Linked DNA regions of Mus musculus: all the other regions are linked to region 4. The links are chromatin contacts, called in public Hi-C and promoter capture Hi-C maps. All regions are on one chromosome and are shown on one strand. The core of a region is the stretch at or near the end of the contact, and the rest is flanking DNA. Distances in the headings are between cores, read along the strand shown.

What was found. A called contact is a pair of places that touch in the nucleus more often than the background predicts. Capture Hi-C pulls out chosen DNA fragments and counts their contacts.
Region 1: a promoter capture Hi-C map of liver shows a contact between it and region 4. The contact joins the promoter of Lnx1 here to the promoter of Chic2 in region 4. A contact is called at or near these places in 1 of 115 datasets of contacts at active chromatin or transcription factors (pancreatic cancer cells) and 3 of 9 other capture datasets (adipose tissue, liver and pancreatic islet).
Region 2: a contact with region 4 is called in a Hi-C map of liver, with 1.6 times the contacts expected there. The contact joins the enhancer-like site here to the promoter of Chic2 in region 4. A contact is called at or near these places in 1 of 39 promoter capture datasets (hippocampal neurons), 4 of 484 Hi-C or Micro-C datasets (embryonic stem cells, liver and nephron progenitors) and 4 of 115 datasets of contacts at active chromatin or transcription factors (the NIH/3T3 cell line, differentiating embryonic stem cells, fetal liver and 1 more).
Region 3: a Hi-C map of liver shows a contact between it and region 4, with 2.1 times the contacts expected there. The contact joins the enhancer-like site here to the promoter of Chic2 in region 4. A contact is called at or near these places in 1 of 39 promoter capture datasets (hippocampal neurons), 3 of 484 Hi-C or Micro-C datasets (embryonic stem cells, liver and nephron progenitors) and 6 of 115 datasets of contacts at active chromatin or transcription factors (the NIH/3T3 cell line, embryonic fibroblasts, fetal liver and 3 more).

What each region holds. Positions count from the first base shown.
Region 1 is chr5:74,701,653-74,708,027 of GRCm38.p6, reverse strand. Lnx1 (ligand of numb-protein X 1) reads left to right here and starts at 5,125. Exons shown (of 11, transcript NM_001159577.1): 1 at 5,125-5,236. It overlaps Gm15984 (a long non-coding RNA gene), which reads right to left and starts at 5,556. Exons shown (of 4, transcript XR_001784879.2): 1 at 5,356-5,556.
Region 2 is chr5:74,636,753-74,643,266 of GRCm38.p6, reverse strand. All of the region lies in intron 2 of Lnx1 (ligand of numb-protein X 1), which reads left to right. Among named protein-coding and RNA genes, the nearest start is that of Gm32304, 7.6 kb to the left of the region's middle. Within about 2 kb of position 2,181, at least 15 of the 459 cell types and tissues checked have an H3K27ac peak or open chromatin away from gene starts, as enhancers often do. A contact at or near this core is called in liver, where this site is marked.
Region 3 is chr5:74,622,507-74,629,808 of GRCm38.p6, reverse strand. It overlaps Lnx1 (ligand of numb-protein X 1), which reads left to right. Exons shown (of 11, transcript NM_001159577.1): 3 at 1,448-1,689; 4 at 2,309-2,461; 5 at 6,125-6,327. Among named protein-coding and RNA genes, the nearest start is that of Gm32304, 22 kb to the left of the region's middle. Within about 2 kb of position 4,963, at least 10 of the 459 cell types and tissues checked have an H3K27ac peak or open chromatin away from gene starts, as enhancers often do. A contact at or near this core is called in hepatocytes and liver, where this site is marked.
Region 4 is chr5:75,041,602-75,048,489 of GRCm38.p6, reverse strand. Chic2 (cysteine-rich hydrophobic domain 2) reads left to right here and starts at 3,849. Exons shown (of 6, transcript NM_028850.5): 1 at 3,849-4,310. The coding sequence starts at 4,192. It also overlaps the pseudogene Gm18593.

The sequences.
Region 1 (6,375 bases), core at 3,876-6,375, 340 kb after region 4:
TAACTTCCCAGAGATCTCCCATCTCCCCATAGAAAGCAAATAGACCAGAGGGTGAGGGTCTCCTATGATGTGCTCGGGGCACCTAGTAGAACATCTGTAAAGAATGCAGCACATGGCTGATCTGTGGGGAGAGTGATGGGATATCTCCCACATTCCAGAGCTGGAAAACCTTCGTCTCTACCAACAATTGCCCTGTGGCGACCCTACTTATACACGTCATGCTAAGAAGCACTTGTCCTTAGCTAATGAAAGACTTAGAGCTGAGCTAGATTTAAAAAACAATCTAAGCCAATGTGATGTAATGTATATATAGCAATTTCATCTCTTAATGCAGAGTACCTTTAGTAATTATGTAGTTGAGGCTTTTTCTAGAGATGATTTTATTAAAATCAGATGAAATCTGTTCCCTATTGTGGCATTCAGCCGTCTTAGAAAACCCTACAAATATGCTGGTGGGGTGGGGGCGAAGGGGGGTTGCAAACAGGGGCAGAGTGGTTCCTCTGTGACAGAAGGAATGCTTTAGGCATGGCTTCCTTGCCACAAGGAAGCCTTGAGAATGCTAGCCTTCATTGTCGGGATCAAGAAGTTAAGAGCTCAGAGAACAGACCCCCTTTCCTGCTTCCATTGCTCTGTCAAGACATATAAGAGTTCAATGGAAATCACAGTGCTCATGTGAGCTGGCTGAGTAACCAGGAAAGGCCCAGCCTCGAGTTCTGTGAGCTTCCTAATGCTTCCCACCTGCCTCTGCAGAAAATGAACATTCCAGGATCCAGTCACAGCAAAAGCCCCCAAAGAGTAGGAAAGCCATAGAGTAGTAGCCCAAAACGGAGAACACTGCCACTCTCAAAGCCAGCCTCCTGTCCTGATCTGACCTCATCTCACCTACCTGGTGGCTCCTCTAAATCAGTTTGTACTGCTGCCCTTCCACACAGGTCCCCACCACACATGACCTATAGCATCCCTGCCCCCAGCCCTGTGTGAGTTGTCCTTGCCACCGTCTCCTCTTCCAGATCCAATCATGTTCCTTTTGGCATGACGATTTTCCCAGCAGCCCTGGCTACACCAGCTCCCCCACTTCCTCTAGTGTGCTGTCAAAGCAGGGCTAGAAATGATTTGTTCTTGAGGGAAAGGGTTAACATCAACTGCTAGCCCACCCAGAGGTATAGTTGGTATATTCCAAGCTGCTAATTTTTTATTTTATTTTATTTTTTGCTTAGGGAGATGTAAAAGAAGTCAGCCCCTCCTCCTAAGGTCTCCAGGGCAAAGTGAGGTATGATTTTACCAATCTTCACTCTGGAGCCTATGAGTTTAGTAAGTATACTCACAGGGCTGTGGGGATTATGGGCAGGAGTGTGGGTGGCCTTAACACAGCCACACTAGAAGTCTACCAGCTTGGGCGAGGAGTTCCCAATGGACCAATAGATGAGAATCCTTCTCCCTAGACCTTTCCAGCCTATGTACTTCTAGCCCCTCCCTGATGTCACATGCAATTGAGGTGGTGAACAGCTGGCTAGGAGGAGGTTCATACTCTGGAGCCTCCCCTCCCCCCACCCCAAGCCCTCCTCCCGTGAGAAAGCATCACAGTCAACAAGCCAAGCTGCAGTGATCGTTTGCATACCAACGCAGCTGAATTCATGAAGATGGTGGCAGTTTGTGACAGTCCTATATGGCACAGGGTTACCTCTGAGCCCCAGAGCACCTTAGGGTTTCAGCAATGACAAAGAAATGGATGGGGGGAGGAGGCTGCAGAGAAGCAGTATGGGTCTACTATTTGCTGATGCTGATGCCTAAACCACTCGCCTTGGAAGTAGTGTATAATGCAAATTATTCTTGCATTATCTCATCTTTTCAGCTGTGCATAGATCATATTAGGCTTTCAAAGACATTTCTGATAGAAATGACCATGGAAGATGTCATAGGGAATTACTTGTCATTCTCAAGGGGACCCTCAAGCTGTCCTTCACTCTTGAGTTTGGGTTGATATGTCTCCAAACTATAAGTTCAAGAGCACCCTCAGAAATGATATAATGTCCTCATGCTTTTCATATATCCACATATACAGGTACATAAGAATAAACATCTCACTCCTATCTTTTCATATATAAACCAGTTGTTAATTAATTTTGCACCTCAAGTTCTTTCTCAGACCACACTCTTGCTTCAACCCGGCTTTTCCTTCAGAATAATGCACAGGTAAGAGGCTAAAGTCAGCCCGTCATGGCGAAGCATGACTGGAATGCCAGCCCTTGGAATTGAAGGCAGGAGAATCAACAGTTCAAAATCAGCCTCCGCTACAAGATACTGTCTCAGAAGGAGGGGGCAGGGCAGGACAGGGAATACAGCTCAGTTATACAAGGCTTGCTTCGCATTCAGGAAGCCCTGGGTTCAAACACCGGCACGAAATAAAGCCAGATGTGGAGCTTCACGCCTGTAGACCCAGTACTCAGGAAAAGGAGGCAAGAGAATCCAAAGTCAAGGCTGTCTTCATAGATATAGGGAGTTTGAGACCAGGCTGCACTAGAGACCCTGTCTAGAGTGGGAGAGCGGGGGTGGGGGGTGGGGAGTGGGAGAGAGGAAGAAGAGGGAGAGAGAGGTAGATTCACATTTAGGACCTCACCCAGTGAACACACCATTAGAATCTCCCTGATTTCTTTTCACAGTTTAGGAAAGGCCCTGTTTACAAACTGCCCTAGTTCTGCCACTCGCTGTGTGAGTCAAGTTCCCTGCTTCTCTGTACCCTGGTTCCTTGTCCTGTTGCGTGTAAATGATGTCAGGAGCTGACATTGGGGTTCCGGTATAAAGTGCTTGGGGAGAGTACGCGGGCCTGGCAAGCTCTTGCTGTCTTTCTTACTCCGTGTTCGCTTTAGTGGTCATTATTTCTGTCTGCCTCCCCCCACCTTACCTTAGAATCTAAGACTTTGTTCAAACACAACAGCCGGAATGAAACAGTGGAGTTTATACTGAACTTGGTTTTAGTCTTTAAAGAATAGGCTACATTCAGCTGCATAGAGAAGCCCTTCTCTTGGCTAACCATATAAAATATCCAGGAGTTTCTCTTCTCTTACACAAGACACCTGAGCCTTAGCTCCACTCCCAGTTTAATGCTGATCCACTTCCTCTATTTCCCCTCTCTCTCCTAAGTTTGTCTTTCTTTCACCAGGCTATCCGTGCAAGTGGCTGTGTGTTTGTGAATACAGCCAGAAAAATTCCCATAGTCTAAAGGCCTTCCTTCAGCGAAGTTCTGTGCGCGTTCATTGATTGCACATTTTATGCAAATATATTTCTCCTGTGCCTCTCTGCCCAGGGTTTCTGTGCCTGGAAATCTAACTGCCTCTCCAAGTCAGAGCCAATCCCCTTGGGCAAGGTGAAGCTTGACTGACAGCACAGAGAGGGCGGAACTCAATGAGGGGCGTGGCTTTCTGCAAGCTGGCTAGCCTTGGTCTCCTCCTACCCCCGGGGACACGGGGACACGCTGTCTCAGGAAGGAGAAGCTTTTGTCTTGCTGGGCTAATAGTACTTCCTCCCACCCCCACCTCCTGCCTCGAAAAACCTGCACTTGAAAGGTTCAACTACCTTTATTATCTTCCCACTCCTCAACCCCCAAGCCCCAACCCCCTCCCCCTCCCTCCTTTTCGAACCTTTTGCTTTTATCGGTACAGGGTAGCCACGCCTCCCTTAGTTTCTATTGGATAAAGTAGCGAAGAGAGGTGTGTGTATGTGTTTGTTTTAAAGAGTCCCAAGCTGCTTGGTCCCAGATGGATGCGCTGTTTAGGCCTGTCTGGGGTGAACCAGTGATTTGAAGTTGCCTCCTGCGCTAACTTCATCTTCCTTCTGCTACCCTCTCCTTTTACTTTACAAGGTACCGAGTGACAGGGAGCCAGCTACCAATGTGGGCACTCAGGGAGAAGGTGCTTTTTTACTATTTCTAACTCTAGCTGTCCCCTAGTCCCGCCCACAAACCACGGCTAGGCCGTGAGGTGTTAGAACAGGCGACTTCTACAGTTTCAAGATCAGGAGGGGGGAAAGATTTTCAGCAGACGTTTTCTTCGTTAGGGGACCAAAGTGTGCCTGGACCAACCCAGGAGAGAGAACTCCCCAGGGTCCCCAGGTAGCACATTCCGAACAGTGACTACATCTGCGAGGGAGGCTGGCTGCGAGCCACAGACACACAGCAATTCAACAGGCTGATGGGACAAGATGCCACAGGCCTTAACCAGCAGGCAGGAATCCTCTTAGCTGTCACTCAAGTGCCAGCTGAGTCGTGCCATTAGCCTGCTGGAAAAGCTGAAGCAAGGGTGACTTGTCCAGGGTCACACACCAAGCTTGGGACCAAAATAGCCCTGAGTCCTCTTCCCTATCTCTCCCTGCAGACAACATGGCCTTAGTAAGGCGCTATCATTCTAACCTGAATCATTTAAAGTACTCCTAATTGCAGGCCTACTGTGGACTGTAACCACCACGTGACAGACAGGCCGAGGTAGGAATGCCTGAAGTTTTACCAATGCCTGAATCTATTATTAATATGCTGGGGACCGCGAAGGTGTTTGGGAAATGATGCTGAAAGGTATCAAAATTAGATTTTTTTAAGTAGACTTAGGTCATCTCTGGTTTGTTATAATATTGGGACAGAAAAACACTAGGAACTCAAAGGGATGTGATTCAGAAAGGCGTTAGTGGGGACAAGTCCCAGATATGGCTAAGTCTTCACAACCTTTTCCTTCCCCCCCCCCCCCTACAAAAATCCCTGTCTCCTTCCAGTGTTTAAACTTCCCTTTTAATTCTGATGTTGGCAGCTGTGTGGGCTCCTGTGAGCCTGGAGGGGAAACAATATCAGGCATACAAGATGGGCCTGGGAAACAATCAGGCATTCGCATTCAGATCTGTACACGGGGCTAGACACGTGCTATGCTCAGAAAGGAAAGTAAATTCCACTTGGCAAATTGCTCTAACTGATTCATTTGTCCTCTGAGAGACGCCACCTACCTGCTCCAAGGTAGTCAGGTAATTGACGGGGGCGGAGCCTCTGGGGATGTTTTAGTCCCTAAGGTCTCAGCCAGACTTCCGTGATGTCACAGATTTCCTGCTCTGAACCAACCAATACCCTTCTTCTTCCTCCAGCCACCTGTACACCGAAGTTGAGACCGGTCACAGCTCAGGCGGCCCTAGACGCTTCTGGCACAGGGATGGAGGCTGGCTGGTCACTGCTGCTTTGAAAGTCCCAAACATCTTTGAACAGGTGAGAAGAAACTACTTTTTCCTCTCTTTAGACCTCTGGCCCAAAAGGGATCTGAACAAGGAATCTGAATTTAAAAAAAGAAAAGAAAAGAAAGAAAAAGTAAAAGAAAGACCACTTACTGGCTCAGTCCAGAGTAACACTCTGAGAGTAGAGATGTCTGCGCCAGTCTTACTCCATGGCCAGCAACGTTATCTCGGCCAGATATTTAATCATTTTTGTTTCCTGATTATTAATCCGGCCTCTACTTGTTGGTGACGTTGATCTGATTCTTTTTAAAACCCCTGAGAGAAGTGAGGTGAGATGCTTTTTGAAAGTTAGTTCAAATGTGCAGACCAGTTCAGCCTGTTTTGTGTGTGTGTGTAGGGGGTGGTGTGGGGTGCTGGGGACATTCACAAAATTCAGATTGTCCTTTTTTTTTTTCTTGCTTGCATTCATGTCATCTGAAGCAATTTTGATCCAAAGCTGTAATACTTCCCTAGGTCTTGTTGTTTACAATAGAAAGTCAATACTAAAGGTAATAAATTCTGGCTCCCTATTTATAAGCTTTCTTCTCTCTCCCTCTCTCTCCTTCTCTCTCTCTCTCTCATAAAAATCCTTTAGTTTCCTTTATTTGTGGAAAATATTTAGCAGTCTGGATTAGAACTGTTTACCTTCAGGCCAGATAGGTTGCCTGCTGACCTTTGGCTAAAGTAAAGATTACCCTTCAAGGCCACAAGAATGTAACGCCAGGCCTGGCTTTTGAATTGTTGAAACTCTCTTGTTGTTTCTATCTTTTCTATATTAATAAATATATGGAAGAGGCTGCTCTGCTAGGACCCGACTCTAAAAGTAATTGTAAATCCTCAAGGACCCATATTTATTTTTCTAATCCTGACCACATAACCTGCTCTCAACGAGCCTGAGAGACCCACTCCACTAGCTAATATTATTAACAAGGGCAAAGAAACAAGTCCCCAATCTGTCTTCTTATCAACTTAGCTGGGAAGCTCCAGGAGAGAAATAAATGAATCCTGAGACATTCCATTTTATAGACTTTGATTAGTCCCTTTCCTGGGTCTTAAATTAGCAGCGGGGTTTATAAGGAAATCATCCACTAGGAAATAAGCCCAGAGACAGCCCTCTAAAAAGTAAAAGAACAT
Region 2 (6,514 bases), core at 932-3,431, 400 kb after region 4:
CTATCTCCACACGGAGCTGTGACCCCTCTGCACAGCCCCTGGGGTTGAATGGACTTCACAAAAGCACAAAGACCCAAAAAAAGACTCCTGCTGACATCTGGGTGCCCAGGCTATTTGGAAAGCCCATCAGAAAACCACAGTGGTCAGGCTGCCTTGATTCCTGTTACCCCAAAAGCCGTTTCCCATCAACCTTGAAGTAAAAAACATTTGATCCGTAGTCCAGTTCCCAAAAATGTGCTATTTATGTGTGTGTATGTGTTTGTGTGCGTGCGTGTGTGTGTGTGTGTGTGTGTGGGTGTGTGTGTGTGTGTACATACGTGCATGTGCATGCTTGTGCATGCTACAATATTAAGAATTAAACATAGGCCTGTTACATGCTCTGTGGTCTCTGCCCCGGACCCACATCTCCAATCCTCTTTGCCATTTATTTTGGTTTTATTTGCTGTTTACTTTGATATTGGGTCTCGCTCCCTAGGCCAGGCCAGTTTGGACTCCCTCATAGATAACGCAGAACCTATTATCCTCCTGCCTCAGCCCTCTGAGTTCCTGACATCACAGGCCTATGCCTCCAGGGGGAACTCATTTCCAAATGTTCTATAAGTAACCAAGTAGAACAATTCTCAAAGGAACCAAAAATAGCAGGGACTAAAGTTGGGCAAAAAGCTGCCCTCCTTCCCTACCCCTGCGTACATATTCCCAATCCCTAAACAGTTTACAGAAAACCCTCATTGTCTGTAGCTTGGGACTCTCCAGCTCCCCTCCCCCAAAATGTCCAGGAAGAGAAGTTGATGACCTCAAAGAGGCCAGAGAGTCCTAGGATGGATAAACTGTCTTGACATCTCTATGAAGAATTAACCTGGCATGTGGACTGTGCCCAAACCCTCCACCATCCCTCATCAACCTCTGTCAATTGCACATCTGGTTTGAGCTTTGGAATTCTTCCGAGGCACCCCAGGGAGCAGCACACATATTTATCAGACTCCCCTGGCTATCTGCTAGGCTTTGTCTAAACTAAACAGGGAGTTTATTCTTCAAGTTTCTGGGAAGTACTGGAATTGCTTACAATGTAGAGCTGCAAAGGTTGCTGTAAAAGAACATATTGAAGCAGCCATTGGAAGGAGGGACATTTTGGACATCCGTCTAAGAGAATAGCATCCAAGCGAGCATGCACTCGGAAGCATCTGAAACCAGGAACTCCTCCACCACATCCCTAGCTTCCATTAAATCTTTGGGCCAAAACATAGGAAAAAGGGGGACTATGTACTACTGTCATTGGTAAGAGCATCCCCTTGGGGTCACAGCCCTGATTTCACACTGTCTGCATTAAACAAGGTAGCCAGCTCATCTGGTATGCCCAGGACTGACCACTTTTTAGATGATAATTCTGTATCTCTGAACCAGGTTAGTCCCGGGAAAACAGGGACTGCTAGTCACTAGAGGTTAACCATGACCTTGGGCAAGCTAAACTGTATATTGTTTCCAAATCTGCAAAAAAAAAGAGAGATTGATCAAGCTTGCCTGACAGGTTTTAACAGGGGTAAATAGGTTAAGTGTAAGTGCTCAGAACTGAGCCGCCTTCAGGACAATGAATATTGCTTACTTTGTCATAGACAAGTATGCAGAGGATTTAGGTCAAGATAAGAATCCCAATACTATGTCTGGCTTCCAACTCTTGCCACTGTGTTGAATCTCGTTGTCTGTACCTGTAAAGTGGGGGTATAATATCTCCCAGTTAGGACATTGTTGAATAGGCTAAACCCCAGTTCATGCCTGTTATTAAAAGCACTAATCTAATGACTGTCATAAGCACTGTCATGAACAATAGCAAACAGGGCACACTGGCCAGCATGAGCTACTTGCAGTGCCTCCTCTCTTGAGAAAGCCTGCTTTCAACAGCGAATACCCTGCCTTATGCATGCAAGAGAAAATAAAGTCTGGAACTAAAGAGCTCCCTCTAGAGGCAGAATAAATAACCCACCTAGCAGTGCCCATGAAGCCCAGATAGGAACCTTTTAAACTTCTGCTTCTAGGACGAGGAGGCCAAAGCTATTCCCAGAGATAATTAGGTTATTTCTGGAGATGGGGATCGTCAGTGAAACAGGAAGCCCAAGGGCATGCAGGGACCTAGGATGTGCACTCTGCTGGCAAATGGCCCTGGTGACAGGGCAGAGGCAAGGACACAAGCTGTGTGGTGCTTGTGGCTCGTGTCTCTCGGCCTCAGGCCTGAAGGCACTGGCTTGATGAGAGCAGGCTACGCTTGGCAGATCACGCTGCCTGAGTTCTTCTCAGCAGCCACCCAGTGGATGATACAGTAGTAAAGAATAGGATATACCCAAGAGCTGCTTCTAGATTTCCTTGGGTCTCCCCTGCTTCTTGTGTTCCAAGCACCTCTTGCTTATCAGCCACCCACGTGCATGGCATCTTACTGCCCTACTGTGCACACCTCAACCAGAATTCCACCGTCCTCTCCAGGGACCAGCTGTGTGATCCTGGGAAGGTTCTCTGTGCCTGGAGTATACCAGTGTTTTCCTCATAGGGCTGGTGTGAGGACTGAATGGATCAATACATGTTTCACAACATGCCTGGTCCGTAGTGCATAGCACGTAGCATAACTGTCAGTGTGAGTTGCCCCAACTGTTGATGATGAATTTGAATTGTGAACTGAGGTTCAAAGGATCAAACACAGTGCCAGAGCCATTTACATGAAGGGAAAAGAGGTCCAGTTCCTCTCTGTGCTTCTTTTCCTCCTCACTCCATCCCTCAAATAGAAACTGGCCCCGTTCAGAGACTAGCCAACCGTATCTCAGGCATACAGACCATCTTGGGTAAACTGAGTCACGCGTGCCTACTGAGGTTGGCATCGGACCCTTCATTACCTGTGTGAACTCTATCCTGAGGGCACCTTGTCCCTCCTCACACCCCATGTCCACCTGGGAGCCCCAGGCAGCTAGAACGCAAGTCCCCATCTCACATGGCTTCTCAGCTTGTTTGAAAATTTTCCTTTCTGGTGTTCATTAACAAGGGAACTGGGTGGCTGGAGAACTGGGGACATTTTCCCCCAGCGGTTTGGAGGCAGAAGAGAGGAAGTGATCCAGAGAGGCCATGTGTGGCTGGTGGGGAAGCCTGTTGGCTCTTTAAGATGAGCTCCATCTAGGTTCAAATTTATTCTCTCCCTCTAAGCTGACTACCAAGAGTACACTTGCCCACTGATCCTGCTTGACTCCTTAACTCATGCCAGCCTCACCCAAGACTACACATAAGCACCAACGCTTATTGCCGACATGGTTTCTGGTAGCAAACAAGTGACCCTGTGGTCCCATCCCACATGGAATGGGAAAGGAAGCATGGGGTTTAGCCTAGAAGGGGGATCAAGAGAATGTTAAGAGTAATTTCCAGAAAGTTCCTGGAAGGGGGCTTGTATTCAGGACCAGAAAGCTTGGAAACTAAAGCAATCCTGTTGGTGGAAACTGCACTGTTGCTTGAGTCTCTTCCAAGTATCATGATGAGAACTAACCGGCAGGGATGGGTCTCACTGGGGGTGGGGCGCGCGGGGAGGTGCTCAGGAGCCTCTGTGGGAGTGTTCGGAGGATGATGGCTGATGCACTTATTTTTATCTCAGACACAGTAGAGATGTCTAGTGTTTTCCATTCCAGGACTTGTGAAATATTGCCATATATTTAAAATATAGCCTGCCTCCTCCCCCACTCCAAAAAAAGGATTAAGGCAGCTTGCAACTATTAAACCGTGTCTAGTCAGCACAATTAGAAGCATAAACAGAAAGTATCTAAAAACAGAAGGAAGAAAAAAATAGCTGTTCTCAGCCCCCCCACCCCATCCCCCGGAGCTGTTTTAACACAGCCTGTGACACCCTGTCTGCCTGCACATTGCACACGCCAGTGAGGGCTGAGTGGTGATCAGGGTAAGCACGAGTTTGCTCTCTTGAAAGCTGTGATCTCTGGGAGAGAAGGGACAGTCATTCAAACGGGAAACGCTGGATGTGGCGGCACAGGCTTGTAAGCCTAGCACATAGGATGCTGAGGCAGGAGGATCTCACGTTCCAGACTAGCCTGGGCTACATAGTGAGAATCTATCTCAAAAAACATCAAGGGAGGAAAGGAGAGAGGGAGGGAGGATAGAAGGAGCGGGCAAGGGAGGAAGGAAGTGGGGAGAAAGGAAGGGAATGGCTGGCTGGCATTTGGCAATGGCAATCCTGTGTAGGCCAATGGTCAGAGAGCCTGAAGAAGTGACTTTGGGTGGAGCACCTGTCAGCTTCATTCCTTCTGCCCTCTCCCTCTCCAGACTTAGCATCAGACTTCTCTGTGCCTACTGTCTCCAGCCCCAAGAGTATAGCTTAGCTTTGCTGAGCCCCCGGGAGTGGGGGCTGGTAGTCAGGTGTCCCAGTTTAATTCACTGTTCTACTCTAACATTTCTCCTCCCGCTGATCTCACTTCCACTCTGTGTGTCCCCATCGGCAAGGCATGTTACAGGGACATGGCATGGAACCTACCATTCCCTGCATCCAGCATGAACTTAGATTCTTGGGGTTTTTTAAATGGAGTGTCTACACCTTGGCTACTACCTTCTTGGGGTCTTTGAATGGGGTGTCTACACCTTGGCTGCAGCTGCTATGCCTCATTTCTCTGGACTCACCTCCTCTGCAAAGCCTTCCCTTACACCCCTCAGCAGGGTGTGTGCTCTTCTGCTCTGAGCTCCCCCAACACTAGTCTCTACTAGCATCTCTCCATTAACAAGGCATGAGGTTTTTGCTGTGTGTCAGTCCCTCATGTGTATTGTACAGTATTGTTCTTTTCATTTATGTCTACTATTCACCTTGAGGTGAACTAACCACACTGTCACCTTGAGGTGTACTAACCACACTGGGTACTGTTTGTTGCCTTGCATTCCAGGCTGTGCTGGGCTCTCCACATGAATATCTAAAGCACACAGTAAACAGACATAGTAAGTGAGCATCACTGGGTCCATTGGGAATGAGACAGGGGGTTGGAAGTGGGGAGGATGACTGAGGGAGTTGAGTAGAACCTGTGCTTGCCAGCTAGGTATTTTCAACCGGAGAGGCTATACTTTCTTTCACCACCCTGTGTTTCTTACATGGCCTTCCATGAATTTGAATTCATTGAATGAAAACATGTATTCTAGTACTCCTCTAAAAAGCCCCCCATTGTACCAGCATAATGAATGCATCAAAAGAAGGCATGTGATCAAAAGTACTCATTAGGCTTGAGTATAGGCATAATGATTTTGAAACATACTGAAGCTGACTGTGGGACATCGGTCTATATTCCCAGCCTGCAAGGAGCTAAAGCGAGAGGATTATAAAGCCAAGACCAGCTTACCAGCCTGGGCTACATTGCAGTGAGAACCTCCCCCCCCCCAAACAAAACAAACAATAAAACTTCCAGCGTTTCGTAGGGAGTCTGTGAGGAAGATAAAGGCCAGTCTAAAGTATATTCCCTTGTCTCCTTTCCCCATCATTTTGTGTTGGAATATGTGGGACTAAAAAGGGATGTGATGAGCTTTCTGAGGGAAAGGGTCCCATATCACAGTCAACCACAGATAACTAACACTTTGCCAGGGCTGTGTGGGCACATCCTGCAGTTCCCAACACAGTGTTTCTGTCAACGCAGTACTGGAAGGGTTTACTGACAGCCCTGTGGTTGCCCAGAGCTAACCATTAGCAGAGGTCAAACTGGTGTCTCTACCACCAGCCATAGAAGACATGAGAATCTGTGAGCCAGCTCTTCCCAAGTCCCAGAAGGAGGAAGGAAGGCGTCATCTCTGTCTTAGAGGAGGATGCTACATGGCCACTAGTTCATCCTATTGGGCCAATTGTGGCAAAGTCTTCCTATGTAGCCCAGGCTGACCTTGAACTCAAGTCCTCCAGTACCATCTTAAATGCTGTGCAACCACACATCCTAAAAGTGTGGCTTCCTGATGACGCCCAGGACGCACATACGGAAAGAGAGTGCTGATTTCTACACGTGGTCCTCTGACCTCCACACACATGTGCTCCGAGTATCTTCCCCTTGTAAGTGATGAATTGCAATATTTTTGTAATTGTACCTTGACTAAGTAACTATTCAGGTAAATGTTTCTCTGTGAAGGGCACCGTCTCAGAGGTCATTACATACAACTATTTGTCATGTTGTTTTAGGGGTTCAGACCCTCATCTTGAAGAGTCTGAGTGTGAAGGTGGAGAGGCTTAGACTCTGTGCTGAGCCAGCACAGTGCCTTGGGGAACACAGGGAGAGCATCCCATGGCAAAGACAGGAAACTGTCGTCTCTCTTAGAAGGCCATCAGCCATTTGGTCATAGGGGTTCCATCCCGTGGCCTTGTCTAATTCTGATCATCACCCAAAGACCCCCAATCTCCAAGCACCACACTCCGATTAAAATTCCATAATCTTAATACCACAGGAGGATTATGTTTCAACACAAACCCTTGAGGGATACATTCAAACCATGTCAAAACCATAGCAGATGCTGTGCTGAGAAT
Region 3 (7,302 bases), core at 3,714-6,213, 420 kb after region 4:
TCTTAAAAAAAAAAAAAAGAATAAATAAAAAAAGAGCCAGAGCGATGGCTCAGTGGTTGAGGGCTGACAAGCTTGAGGGCAGAGTTTGATGCCTAGAACCCTCGTGGCGGGAGAGACCTGACTCCCACAACTTGTTCCCTGACTTCTTTGTGAGCTCCTCCTATGTATGTGTGTGTATACACACACATACTCACACTCACACACCCACAAATAATAAGTATAGAAAAGGACGGTAAATAAGTAGAAAAATAAAGACTTCAATCATACAAGGCAGTGGTTCTCAGCCTTCCTAAGGCTGCGACCCTTTAGTACAGTGCCTCATGTTGTGGTCACCTCCCGCCCCACTAAATTAGTTTTATTCTTACTTCATAGTTGTAATTTTGCTGCTGTTATGAATCATAGTATACATACCTGCATTTTCTGATGGTCTGAGGCAACCCCCACGACAATGTCGTCCAGGGTTTGTGTGATAAACGGAGAAGACTAACATAATCAGTAGCCCTGTGTCAGGCCAATGCCACTCAGAGGAGTTCTTTAGAATGACTTCTGCCGGATCAGCAGCTGTGTCATCTGACACCCTCTCCAGCAGAACAGTGTGTTAGCTAAATCATCACCAGTTTCTGACCAGACCGTTGTCAGCGAGCTGAAATGATTGGCCCAGTGGCAAGGAAACATGTTCGTAAAACTAAGGATCCAGATAGGCTCAAACGCTGGTCTTCAGAGCCCTGGGCATTCCTCCCTCTCCCTAATGTGCCAATGATGGTCTACTTTACAGTGTTTGGGTTTTGGGAAAATGCAGTGAATAAAATGGATAGAGAGATGGACAGAAAGATCTCTGTTGTCAATAAAAAAAAAAATCAAAGATGTTTTTCTCCCCCGATGCTGTGAGATGTGACATCTTTCAGTGTGTGAGAGCTCCTGGCATTGACTCCTCTGAAGAGCATGCAAGGCGCTACCAGACCAACCTAGCAACAGGAATGGAAGCCATCACACCCGCCCCCTAGAGACTAGCAGTTCCGAGTAAACCTTGTGGCTTTGTGGCGAGTGCGATTCTGTTTCCATGGTCGGCTAAATACAGGATCTGGGAGTGGCCTTGAGTATTTATGTCCAATGCTGTGGGATCTAACCCAAAAGAAAGGGGTGAGAATGTGATTAGGGGTTTTGGTAGTCAAAATAAACAGTCACCAAGTCCAAATGTTAGAGATCCCCGTCCTCAACCCCAGTCAGGTAGATGTGATTTCCTACTGCTTGACAGTAGAGATTATATGCTAGGAGAATATAACAGGCAATTAAAAACAAATTATTTCTCAAGTCATTAATGTATTTGGCCGGCCAGCATATATTGAATTCTTATATGTGAAAGGGAGGGGTGTACATGGACAAGCATGTGTATTGATTGGGGAAGTTCTGACTAAACATTCTAAGTGCCCCTCTGGTTTTATTCCAGCTGCAAAGGGGCCTCCCACTATGGCCTGACCAAGGACAGGAAAAGGCGCTCTCAAGATGGCTGTCCTGATGGTTGCGCCAGCCTCATGGCAACGACGCTCTCCCCAGAGGTTTCTGCAGCCGCCACCATCTCTTTAATGACAGATGAGCCTGGCCTAGACAACCCTGCCTACGTGTCCTCGGTGGAGGATGGTGAGCCAGTAGCCAACTCCTCAGACTCTGGCCGGAGCAACCGGACTAGGGGTGAGTCAAAAATGGGACGGTGTCTGGGAATGGGCCCGTGGTTTTCCCTGGGATTGCCCTCTGTAGAATACCCGTGGTGGAAAGTTCTCAAAATGTTTTTTTAAAGGGGAAATGGTTCTGGTAGTTTTGGCCGACACTCAATGTCCAGTTCTCCAACAGGAAATGAAAGTTTAAGTGACCATGTGATCTGACTTGGTAATGGAGGGTGAGGTGAGGTCTGATGATTTACAGTTCCTATAGAGAGGGTACCTCCCCTGCCTTCTTTGGAAAGTAATGTTCTATCCACTCCCATCCAAGGGGGAGAAGAGATTTTTTTTTTTTTAAATAGTGAGATATGTTATTTTACTACATAAAAAATTTAGAACTACAGGTAAATAGTGATCACTGTTTTAATATCCCAATGTCCCAGTTCATACGCTTTAGACCGAAAAGATTTCTTTTTTGCTTGTTTTGAAGCAACACCTCACTCTGCACCAGGGCTGGCTCTGGCCTCCTGAGCTTCCTGGCTACCTCCTGAGTGCTGAGATCACAGGCACACAGCAGCACGCTTAGCTAGCAGATGGTTGCGGTGAGCCTGTGCCTCTCATCTCCATTGATCTCTCTCTCTCTCTCTCCTCAGCACGGCCCTTTGAGCGCTCCACTATGAGAAGCCGGTCTTTCAAGAAGATCAACCGAGCTCTAAGTGCTCTCCGGAGGACGAAGAGCGGGAGTGTCGTTGCCAACCATGTTGACCAGGGCAGGGACAACTCTGAGAACACCACTGTCCCCGAAGGTAAAGGGAATCTCCACTGCACCCCGAGGCTGGCTGTAGGCTAGTTTGCCAGAGTCACTTGAGGGATGGTGGTAGCCTGACCAATGTCCACCCTCTGTGACCTCTGTCTTTCCAAGGGTACATAGCCTTGAGTGACCTCCTCATTTGAGTAAGGACAGGGACTCTTGGTTTCTTTGTTGTCTTTTTACACAGGTGAGGAAAAATTCGTCTGTTCCTGGGCTCCAGGTGCTGGCTTAATGCACATGAAAATAATGATTATAGTTAGAGTGTGAAAAGCATTTTACTTCATTCTCACCCAATGGCACTGTGCACAGGCTTCTGCTAAAACAGAAAAAGCCACAGACACTGCGAGTTCTATATAAACTGACAGCAAGTTAGTGCCTTTGTTTTGCCTATTGTTTTGATTTTCTTTTTTTAAAGAATTATATATATATATATATATATATATATATATATATATATATATATGAATGAATGAATACACTATAGCTGTCTTCAGCCACACCAGAATAGGGCATCAGATTCCATTACAGATGGTTGTGAGCCACCATGTGGTTGCTGGGAATTGAACTCAGGACCTCTGAAAGAGGATTCAATGCTCTTAACCACTGAGCCATCTCTCTAGCCCCTGTTTTGATTTTTCTATACTAATTTATTTATAGTGTGTGGGTGGAGGTGGCTGTGCACACCTACATACACATGTACTCACGTGCCACAGTGCATGTGACTCATGTGACTGTCAAAGGACAACTTGCAAGGGTTGGTTTTCTCCATTCACCATGAGGGTCCTAGACTGGAATTCAGCAAGTGCCTTGAGCCACTGACCCATCTTGAGGGCCCTTAAAAAGCATCTTAGACTGAAGCTGGCACATTGGCTAGACTAGTATTCTTAGTGTACACGTACCTACACACACACACACACACACACACACACACACACACGGTGCTCTAAGTGTTCTATGTGCTCAGACACCCCATGACCACGGCACATTTCCAGGTCACTGGTATCTCACTGGTGTGGCTCTCAAGATGCTCCACTGTCGACCTATTTTTCAGGAGCATATACCAAGACACACAGAAGTCACTCAACTTGTTCCAAATGACGACAGTATTGACCTTTGGGGCCACAAGAGAAAGCTGTCATATCTTAGTGTGCATATATGGTACATGTTTCCCAATATAAGTGGATCTGAAAAGACATTCTGTTCATTTCATATTGAAGCCTTTAGGTTAAATCAACATTTGTTTTCTGAGACAGGCCCTCACGTTGTAGCCTTGGCTAGCCTTAGAACTTACTGTGTAGATCAGGCTGACCTCAAACTTGCCGTGATCCTCCTACGTTTGCCTCTTAAGAGTAGTGGGCGTGCAAGTGTGCAGCAATCTGGTTCGTATGAAACTCTATAGTAAAACAATAACATGGAAAGTCACAACAGCTCTTCACGTACCAGCAAATGCTCTAAAGAGTCGTGTGTGTGTCAAAAGAATGAGAAGTGATAAAGACTGTGTGGTGGCACACGCCTTTAATCCCTGCACTCGGGAGGCAGAGGCAGGTGGATTTCTGAGTTCGAGGCTGGCCTGGTCTACAAAGTGAGTTCCAGGACAGCCAGGGCTATATAGAGAAACCCTGTCTCAAAAAAAAAAAAAAAAAAAAAAAAAAAAAAAAAAGACTGTCAATCCTAGTTCACAGCTAAGGAGAGTGATCCAGAGAGGTTAGGCAAGTAGTCCAAAGTCACACACACAAAACCACACACACACACACACACACACACACACACTGAGAGAGAGAGAGAGAGTGTGTGTGTGTGCAAGCATAGGATTTTAACTTGATGCTTCTGGCTCTTTTAACACCTTCCAAAACTGTCTTTGGGGTTGAAGGTTAAAGTCCCAGGTGTTTTATTTACTGTGCTTTGGAAAATTCATGCACAGCATCTGAGACTCCTGGCTTGGCTCTGCCGCTCCCACCACCACCACCACCACCACTTGCTCACCATGCTCTTTCCTCACGTGCCTGTGTGGCTTCGAATGCCTCCCAGCTACTGGCCAACCTGCATCCTCCATCTCCTTCCCACTGCCAATCTAACTCTTCACTCAGAAACAGGGATTAGAATCCACATGTGTCAGTCAGTGAGGACTGAAGACAAGAGTCCCAATGTCCTAGTTCAATGTACAGAGAATATTCTTAAATCCTACAATCTCTAGACAAAAAATTTTGATCGAATTCTTTCAGGTCCTGTCTAGGACAATTTTGGCAGTTTAAAAACGTTTTTAACCCTTCAAAGCCACAAGGATCTCATTGGTCTGGCTCTAAGGGACATCATTTAAGAGTGTGAGGCTGGGCATGAATGTCTCTTCCTCTGCATCCTAAGTGTCTGAGCTACACAAAAGGAGCCACTTCCCAGTTAGCCTAGGCGTGACTTGTTCTCAGCAGTTGGTGTCCCCTCTAAATACTTCTGTTCCAACTGAACTAGAAAACAGTGCCAGTCAGTGCTTCTGCCAGTTAGTTCTTGATCTCTAGGGCCTGTCCCTGTGGATTTTGACCTGGCTGTGAACATATGATTCCTGGGGAACTATTGAGGCCATAAATGTGCTAACCCTCAGAAGCCTGGTATTCCTCACCGACTCTGAGGCCATATTACTCCACAGCTTCCTTTCTGCACACACACACACATTCATAAAGGACTGTCTGTCACTGTGTAGCCTCAGAGTGACCTAGACAGCTACTCTGTGTCTGCCACAGCCACAAGGAGGGAGCTAAGACGTGACTCCTGGAGAAAGCTGACTCAGGTCAAATACTAAGGTTAGGCAACAGTGGCTCACTCAATCTTTGATCTTCTCTTTAGCACTGAGGTCAGTGATCCAGGTAGATGAGGAACACGTCTTAAGGAGACGGCTGTAAGACCATGACCTTGGCCTCTCCGTGCCTGTCAACCAGGTCTTTTGACTGCTGTGATTGACAGCAGTATCTGCCAGAGGGCTGATGACTACTGGGGCCTGAAAAGCAGAGTCTCAGATCTTCCTAAATGACCTCAGCAGAGGACAGAAGAGCAGATTCTATTTTTGTTCCTGGATAAGAAAGTAATGAAATCACAGTTCACTCCCTGAAGACATCAGTTCATTAGTTCGTTCCTATTCAAGCAGTAAGCATCAGCCGGAGGCTCCAGTGTGTAGAGAGATCTGTGCACAAAACCATGGGACAGCCAGAAAGTGCCGCCTCCACAATGTAATCAGAGTAGTTTAAACATTAATTGAAACAGTCTGTCAAATTAACATCGGGAACAGCCAGGTTAAGACAGCTACATGAGCCTGATAGCAAAGCCAGTTGCCAGATTATGGAGTCCAGATCGTGATATGAGAGATGGACACAGACAGCAGTAATGGAAGGCTGGATGCCATGAGAACAGTCTATAGGAATCGTGTGTTTAGTGACAATGAGGAAAAGAGAGATTGGGATAGAGTTGAATTGGAATTATTTTGTGCATGCCTTGAAGGAAATTCTGGGTTTCAGCCCAGGATGAAAAACATTCCAGTAGAGAATGCTGGCACCAAGGCAGGAAAGTGGTGCCACACACAGGGAACTGTCAACAGTTTAGCTTGGCATTCAGAGTGGCTGGAGATGCCCGTGGAGTAGATGTCTGAAACAAATACTGTTTCTGTCCATTTCAGTCTTCCCAAGGTTGTTTCACCTGATTCCAGATGGTGAAATTACAAGCATCAAAATCAACAGAGCGGATCCCAGCGAAAGCCTCTCCATAAGGCTGGTGGGGGGCAGCGAGACGCCGCTGGTCCACATCATCATCCAGCATATTTATCGCGATGGAGTGATTGCCAGAGATGGACGGCTGCTGCCAGGAGACATCATTCTCAAGGTGCCCATGAGGCGTGAGCTTGTAACCATAGGCTACAAGATTGTGAGCTGTAGGCTGTGCGTGGCACATAATTTAAGTCCTTAAAGGTTGGATGGGTAGGTGGGAAGAGCGATGGATGACTGGCGAGAAGATGGGTGGATAAGTGGGTGCATAGATGAATAAATAAAATCCTTCAGAGCCAATTGTAGTAGATGGGCAAATGGATGTTTAGATGGATGAGTGGACTGGTGGGTGGATGAATGGATGCGTAGCCGGGCAGATAAGTGGATGGGTAGATGACAAACAGGATAAATAGAATGAAATGAAGATAGATACTTTCTTTCCACAGTTACATTGATGTAAATCTCCTATGAAGAGTTCTAGTATAACACTTCTGGATCTTTCACTCTTCCCCCATCTCTCTATTTATAATCACTTCTCTTTGTATCATTGTATCTCTCTTCTCTCTGTTACTGTATCCCTTTCTGTCTTCTCTGCCTTTTTCCCTTCGACTTTGTTTCGGTGGTCCCTCTTTTCTTTCTCCAATTCTTACTTTTCTTCTCTTCCTCTTCTTGATCCTTCTGTGGCCTTCCTTTTAAAAGAAATATTAGGAGAAAATAAGATGGCGCATAGATTCTTTCTTAAATTATAAAGCAGATTAATGGGAACTGTTGTATTTGATCTAATTGTGTTCAGATGCCTTTCTGAAGAAAATCTCCTGTGGCTTAATGGCCACAGAAGTCGCATGACCCAGAGGCATTCCAGGGGAGGCAGGAGTGGAATGACCTGGCTTGGGCATACTGTCCTCTGAGGCATGGTTGAGAAGAGAGACTTTCCAGAAGAATTTTCTGGACAGAAAGGAGGGGGGTGGGGTGGGAGACTGTTTATCAGACAGATGTCAAATGTGAGCCAGCAGGACTAGAATTCCCTCCCTATGCCTCTACTTCTTATCTGATACTCAGATAACAGCTCCATCCCACCCTTTGCAGGCAGCAG
Region 4 (6,888 bases), core at 2,600-5,099:
CCTATAGTCACCAGTGATTGCTGGTGAGGCCCAGAATGGGCATGGGAGAAATCTTGGGGCTATATGTTGTGGGAGGGGCAAGGAGACTGCCCACCTGGATTGAGAGTGGCTCAAATAAGAGGAAGTTATCTAGTAGCCTGGAGAGAGGAAGTCAAAGAGCCAAGGACCAGCCTGTGTAGGGCTCACTCCTGGCTCTCAGGTAGCTTTCTTCTTGCTGTCTTCTTTCATGGCGGGTAGGAAGAGGTCAGGGTCTCTGCTGTCTCTATCAAGGTATGGATGTTCTTCTTAAACCTTCGATGTTATATTTTAAACCCATTTAGCTAGCCCAAAGCCCCATGTCCAAAGCCTGTCATGACGCTGAGGGGTAAAGCTGATATATGAGTCTTAGGGAAGGGTTACAGCCACAGCACATGAACTATTTCATGTAACCCCTCATAACTCCATGGCAAAGGCTCCAGTGAGGGTGAAGAAGCTTAGAAAGATAGATGTGAGGGCTGGAGAGTCAGCAATTAAAAGTACTACCTGTTCTTCCAGAGGAACTGGGTTCAATCCCCAACACCCACACGACAACTCACAGCTGTCTATAACTCCAGTTCCAGGGGATCCAGCACCCTCACACAAACATATCAAACATATATACAGGCAAAACACCAATGCCTAAATAAATAAATAAATAAATAACATGTATGGGGGTTGAGACAGGGTTACTTTTTCTACCCTTGGCTGCCCTGGAATTGTAGATCAACCTGGCCTTGAACGCACAGAGATCTGACTGCCTCTGCCTCATGAGTGCTGGGACTAAAGGCATGTGCCACCATTGCTTGACTCGTTGGAGGTCTTAAATCTATGAATGACAGGCTCCTCGCCACCCAGAAGGATGAGACAAGAGTATTGCCACACATCTGAAGCCAACCTGGGCTACATGACAGGTTCTAGGCCAGCCTGGGCTATGAAGTGAGTTGCCATCTCACCCCCATCCCACCCCCACTCCCCGCCTCAAATAGCAACTAAAGTCTTGGCTCCTGGGGTTACTGAGCTGTCCTGTTTGTTTTAAGCCAGTTGATCTGAAGGAACATGTGAACGTGAGGAGCATGAAGAGGTATACAAAAGAAGAGACATGTTTGCAGGGGTGTGTACTGTGGGCACAGGAGAGGGGGAACATTTTGACAAAGACTGGTTCATACTCAGGAAAGGCGGAGGGAGTCATTTGGCAGGAAGCAATCCTGGAGTGTTGGGGGTGGAGTTTGGAATTATGATGTCAACTATTATAGAGAAATGCTTGACTCATCCTTCCTCGCCCTCTTGGCCTTGCTCCCAGGTCTCGAGCCCCTTTACTGACACCAGCAGGTTCCCCCCCCGCCCCCCCAAACCGGAAGAAGAGTCAAAAAGAAAGAAAACAACTAAAAACAATGACTTCTCTTCACACCTCGGCAATGGGAGTCAGACCGATCTCTCTGTCGGAGTCCAGCCAGAGTGCTCCTCCCACGCAAAGTCAGTGCTGCGAGAGTGAGCTTCTTGCCAGTCCTCTGCCGCCTAATTAACTCCCAGTGTTCTGCCGGCAGTGCCAGCCATGATCCATCTCCATTCAGAAAACATTCTTGTAGGTTCTCCTCTGAAGACGGATCTGTGGAGGGTGCTGGAGAAAGAAGGGGCTCTTCCAGTTTCTTCTGTCCTTGGAAAGTTGTCAGCTGGGTGATGCTCAGCGGCTGTGTTGACTGAGAGGTGGATTCTGGGTTGTACACAGCATGCAGGGTGTGGCCCATGACCGAAACAGACCCATTTTCCTCCTCCTCCTCCCTCATCCTTTCTGCAGCCACTCTTTGAATGTGGCCACTGGGCTCTTGATTACTGTCAAGGAGGAGGCTCAGGAACTCTCTGCAGCCAATGTGTTGAAGTTGAAGTCCTGAATGAGAGTATTAAATACACACATACACACGGGATCAAGAGCAAGTTCACATAGGGTCTCTGAAACTAATAATACTTCACGGACACTGAAACATTACACAATGCCAAAGGAACGTGGTGATCTTCATGGCAGAGAAGCGGGGAAGAATCAAGAATGTTTCCTGTTGTGACTATATATCCCTCTTCTAAGCATTCCACGTACATCAAGAGACTCTGTCAAGTAGCCCAAGGGATAGGTACTATTATATCTATTTTATTTTAGAGACAAGGCTCTATTATAGCTCAAACTGGCTATATAGAGTGATGTTCAATGCCTAATTTTCCTGTCTCCATCTCCCACCTGCTAGGGTTTTATAGATGTGTGCTACCACGCCGCACTTTTGTCTTCCTGTGACAGGTCAAAGACCAAGAGGTTAAAGGACTTGGCCAGGGTCCCATAGGAAATGATAGAGGGCGATTCAAAGTCAGCCTTCAGAACTACCAAGTTAAGCTGCCTCCTGTGTGTATGCTCCATTGGAGCCTTTGACATACCCTCTGACTCCCACCCCCCTAGAGAATTATGGTTGCTTGCCTTAATGACAGAAAAGTTACTGCCAGAGACTGTAACATACATAGTCGCGCGTGCACGCGCACAGACACACACACACACACACACACACACACACACACACACACAGCTGACCACACAGTAGGTTCAGTGTTTATTGAATGAATAAATCTGGGAAAGCATAAGTCTGACGCATCGACTATTTTTCCCTGCCTAGCTCACTGCCCTTTTTTTTTTCCCCAGATCTTTCCAGGATTAAGTTGTCCAGCATTTTCCACTCTCATGTTAACCTTTGTACGTTTTCTGCTTGGACAAAGACCCGTAAACGAACTTGAAGGATGCGAACACTGCGTAGAGAACTGTTTGTGGACACTGGGTCCAGTACAACTCCTCTTTCCTTTCCAGACCAATGAGGAACTCTTGTTACCCCATGGTCCAGTTTGCCGTAGGAGTCCAGTTCTGTTCCTATGTTGTTTGGATGCTTGGCAGACTCTTGATTGTGAAACCAGGTCCAAGGTGATCCATGAGTCCACTGTTCCTCCCTTCCCCCATCCCCTCTTGTGGAGAAAACATTTTTCACTAGAGAGACGAAGCATACAACTGCAACTTCTTAATTGGAACACAGAGAACTTGTCAACTTTGTTAGGTAGTATTGATGGTGAGATTTCTTGTTAACAAACAAACAAACAAACAAACAACCTGGGCTAAAAGGACAGAATATTTGGCTTTGGAGATATTTTGGAAAATCAGGTAGGACAGTAGACAGGAAAGCACTGTTTGCCGGGCAGTGGTGGTGCACGCCTTTAATCCCAACACTTGGGAGGCAGAGGCAGGGGGATTTCTGAATTCGAGGCCAGCCTGGTCTACAGAATGAGTTCCAGGACAGCCAGGGCTACACAGAGAAACCCTGTCTCGAAAAACCAAACCAAACCAAACCAAACCAAACCAAACCAAACCAAACCAAACCAAACCAAACCAAACCAAACCAAACCAAACCAAACCAAACCAAACAACAACAACAAAAAAAAAGAGAATGCACTGCTTTGTTAATCTCAAGTTGGCAAAGTCAACCAACTCTGCTTCGCATCGTGGACTAAAAACGTTTTATTAAACCGGCAGTCAGATTCTCTGGTCCGGCCAGGGGCTTCGCCCGCTGTCGTTGTTTGGGCTACAGATTACTCCAGCCTGGCTCTAGGAGTCGAGTCGGGGTCAGCGCCCCCGATCCTCACAGACGCCGCCTTCCGGGTCGCTGACCCTGGAGCCGGAGGGCGGGGCCGCGCCGGGTGGAAGCGGAGGAAGAGGCCGGCGTCCCGGGAGCGCGCGAGACCGTCCGCGTGAACGCGCCCGCCCGCCCACCCGCGCGCCCGCGCCCACGCCCGCGCCCGCCCGCGCTCCCGGGAAGTCTCGCGATGCGGTAGCCGGCTGCTCCTGCTGCGGGTGGCTCGGGCTGTTGCTGTGGTTGCCGGAGTTGCGGCGGCGACGGCGGCGGCGCTGGCGCGGGCGGCGGCGCTGGCGGGGGTGGCGGCCCCGGCGGATGTTGACATTGTGTTGTTGTTCCTGCCCACGGTAATGGCGGCGGTGGCGGCGGCAACGGCGGCGGCCGGGACCAGGTCTCCTCAGTAGCCGGAGCCCACACTGCCGAGCGCCAGCTCCGCGGCCTCCGCGCCCGCCGCCTCACCAGCCGTTCCCCGCGGCCGCCCCAGAGCCAGGGCCCCGGGCGGGGGGCTCGCCGGCTCGGGATGGCGGATTTCGATGAAATCTACGAGGAGGAGGAGGACGAGGAGCGGGCCCTGGAGGAGCAGCTGCTCAAGTACTCGCCCGACCCGGTGGTGGTCCGCGGCTCCGGTCACGTCACCGTGTAAGGCCCTGCGAGGGCTAGGACGAGGACGGGTGGCGAGGCGCGGGCGGGGTGGGCCCTGGGACCCCTGGGGGTCCTCCTTTTCTTAAACCCCCGTCCCCGGTGACTGGCGCGGGACGGGGGCCTTGGGGGAAGCTCCGGCGATCAGGAAGTGAGAACTTGCTCTGCTTCCATTTGTTTAGGACTCCCAAGTGGGGACAGACACTGCCTCCCCTCCCTCCCACAGCCCCGGAGCAGGCCCCGTGGCCCGCGGGGATGTGTGGGGTCCCAGCCGGGAAGATGGCTCTTTAGGGTCTGCCTGATGGGCCATCGGTACAGGCTAGAGGTGCACACACTCACACACACACACACACACACACACACACATCTTGTGGGATCCATCTTTGTAACACCCCCCACACCCCCGTTATTCTTTGGGACTCTGCCTGACTTACAGCCTATTGACATATGGCTCAGAGGTCAGATCTGAGGTGTTAAGATCCCAGTGGCAGTTGGTAAATGAGATTCACTGTCGTGTGTCTATCACACATAACACGTAGGGGCTTCCCAGTTCCTCAAGAGTAAATTTCTGCAAAACTGATTCGAGTTGCTGTCAATTATGTATGATAGAAGTATACAGGTGGACGGAAAAAAAGAGGAGGATACATCTGTTTACAAGGAATTACAAGTACCGAGTTTCCTGTAATCCGGTCTGTTTTGGGACACGGACCTAGGTTGGCTTCTTTGATAAGGGCCCCTGTAAGGTTTATTAGCAACATCAAAAGTCCCAATATTATTCAAACAATAAGGGATGAAAGCATTCTGAAAGGTCGTGACTAATAAAGGAATGTAGACTTGGGGCAAATAATGAGTTGTCCGGAAGAAGGAAGTTTTGTAACATTTCCCTGATAAAATCCGGAGTTTGTACAACTTAGGGTATTGATACTCCTTTGCAGCTGCTATCTCCAGTTGAAAAGTCATCGCTCAAACTTCCTGTACTTGCATATCACTTTATCACTGATAGAAAAAGGCAGCGAGCCTGAAGCTGTCTGGAGCGCTTGTCATTGTTTTTTGGTGTAGGGTGAGTGGGGCGTGCTGTGGGCAAGGCGGTCAAACAGTGAGGCTCCTCAGAAGATCGGCCCTTGTGTAGTCATCCTGACTAGCCTTGTTGTTGTTGTTGGGGTGTGCTTATGTAACACCTTGGTGTCTTCGCACCTGTTAACGTGTGCATTTAGGTGATTTAACAGGGTAAAAACACTGCATAAGCATTGTTTCAGTACCTGGATAAGGAGATGGGACTTCGCACCATAATAACTGCTCTGTTTTAACTGTCAACACAAACTTAATTAAGGAATATAGCTAATTATGAATAATACAGTTTAAATGTATATCATAATGCTTTTAGTGTTATAACCTGCTATTTAATTTTTAGTTTAACTCTTAGGACTTTTTTCTTTTTCTTTTGAACTTAAGGACTATGGGTGCTTTTAAAAGCAATTACAAACAAACAAAAAACCGACACAGTGATAGTCCCAGTACTCAGGAGGCAGAGGCAGGTGGATCTGTGAGTTGCAGACTCCCCTGGTCTTCAGGGCTACATAAAGGATTTCTGAACTTTTTCATGTTGTCTGTGGTCATCCTTAAACTCCTCCTGTCAAATCAAAGCTGGCAGAAATTTATTTGCAGAGGTTCAGCTAGGGCTGGAGATGTAGCTCAGTGTTAGAGTGCTTGTCCTGGGTTCAGAGTAACCAAATAAGGTTCAAGTGCAGTTGTCATGTCTCTTCTGTTCAAGAAGAAGAAAAGCTAAACATGTTGTTGGGAAATAGAATAGTCAAAGTGCTCAGATAGAAAGTTGGATTGTAGTTGACTATTTGGAGTGGTTAACAAGTGTGTGAAGTAATTATTAGTGGTCTTTTCATCTTGTCTTTCAGAATCACCTGGCTTGTGCTCAGGAACTACTAGCCTTTATTATTATAAGCATTAGAAATAAAGTACTTCCATTTGCAGGACTAACAGTCATTTAGTCTAGTTTATCTGCCCATTAAGATCATGTGGGGAGCATCCGCTGGTGTTCCAGCCCTCTTTTTCCAGGCCAGTGGCCACATATGAGTGGAGCTCTTGTTCATGAATAGGCTTGGATGGGGTTGGAGGAAGGTCTTGGAGGTGGTTTTGATTGTACCTCGGAATCTGCTGCAGACACTAGTGATGGTGGTGTTTGCCACCTTTGCAGGAAGCCTTAGTATGTTTGTGACCTCCCTTAGACACTTCTGATAGGTAGTAACCTTCCTCTGCCACTTTTATATAAATCAATCACTTGTGTCTCCTCAGTTCACAGGATGACAGCTTTAGTTCATACCTTTCCAGATTAAGGGGTGAGATAATGTATACAGAGAATACGTGAGTGTGTGTCTTGTGCTCAGGAAACACTAGCCTTTGTTAGTTATTACCCTCCTCAGGTGGCGCTCTGCTTTGAGAAACATTTGTGTAAAATATAGATTAAGAATTCAACATTGCCATTTTCAAACCAAACCGTGGTTCATTTAGCTAATTCTCTTTTTACTTTGAACCAACTTTTGGTCAGCAAAAGCCAAACCCTGTT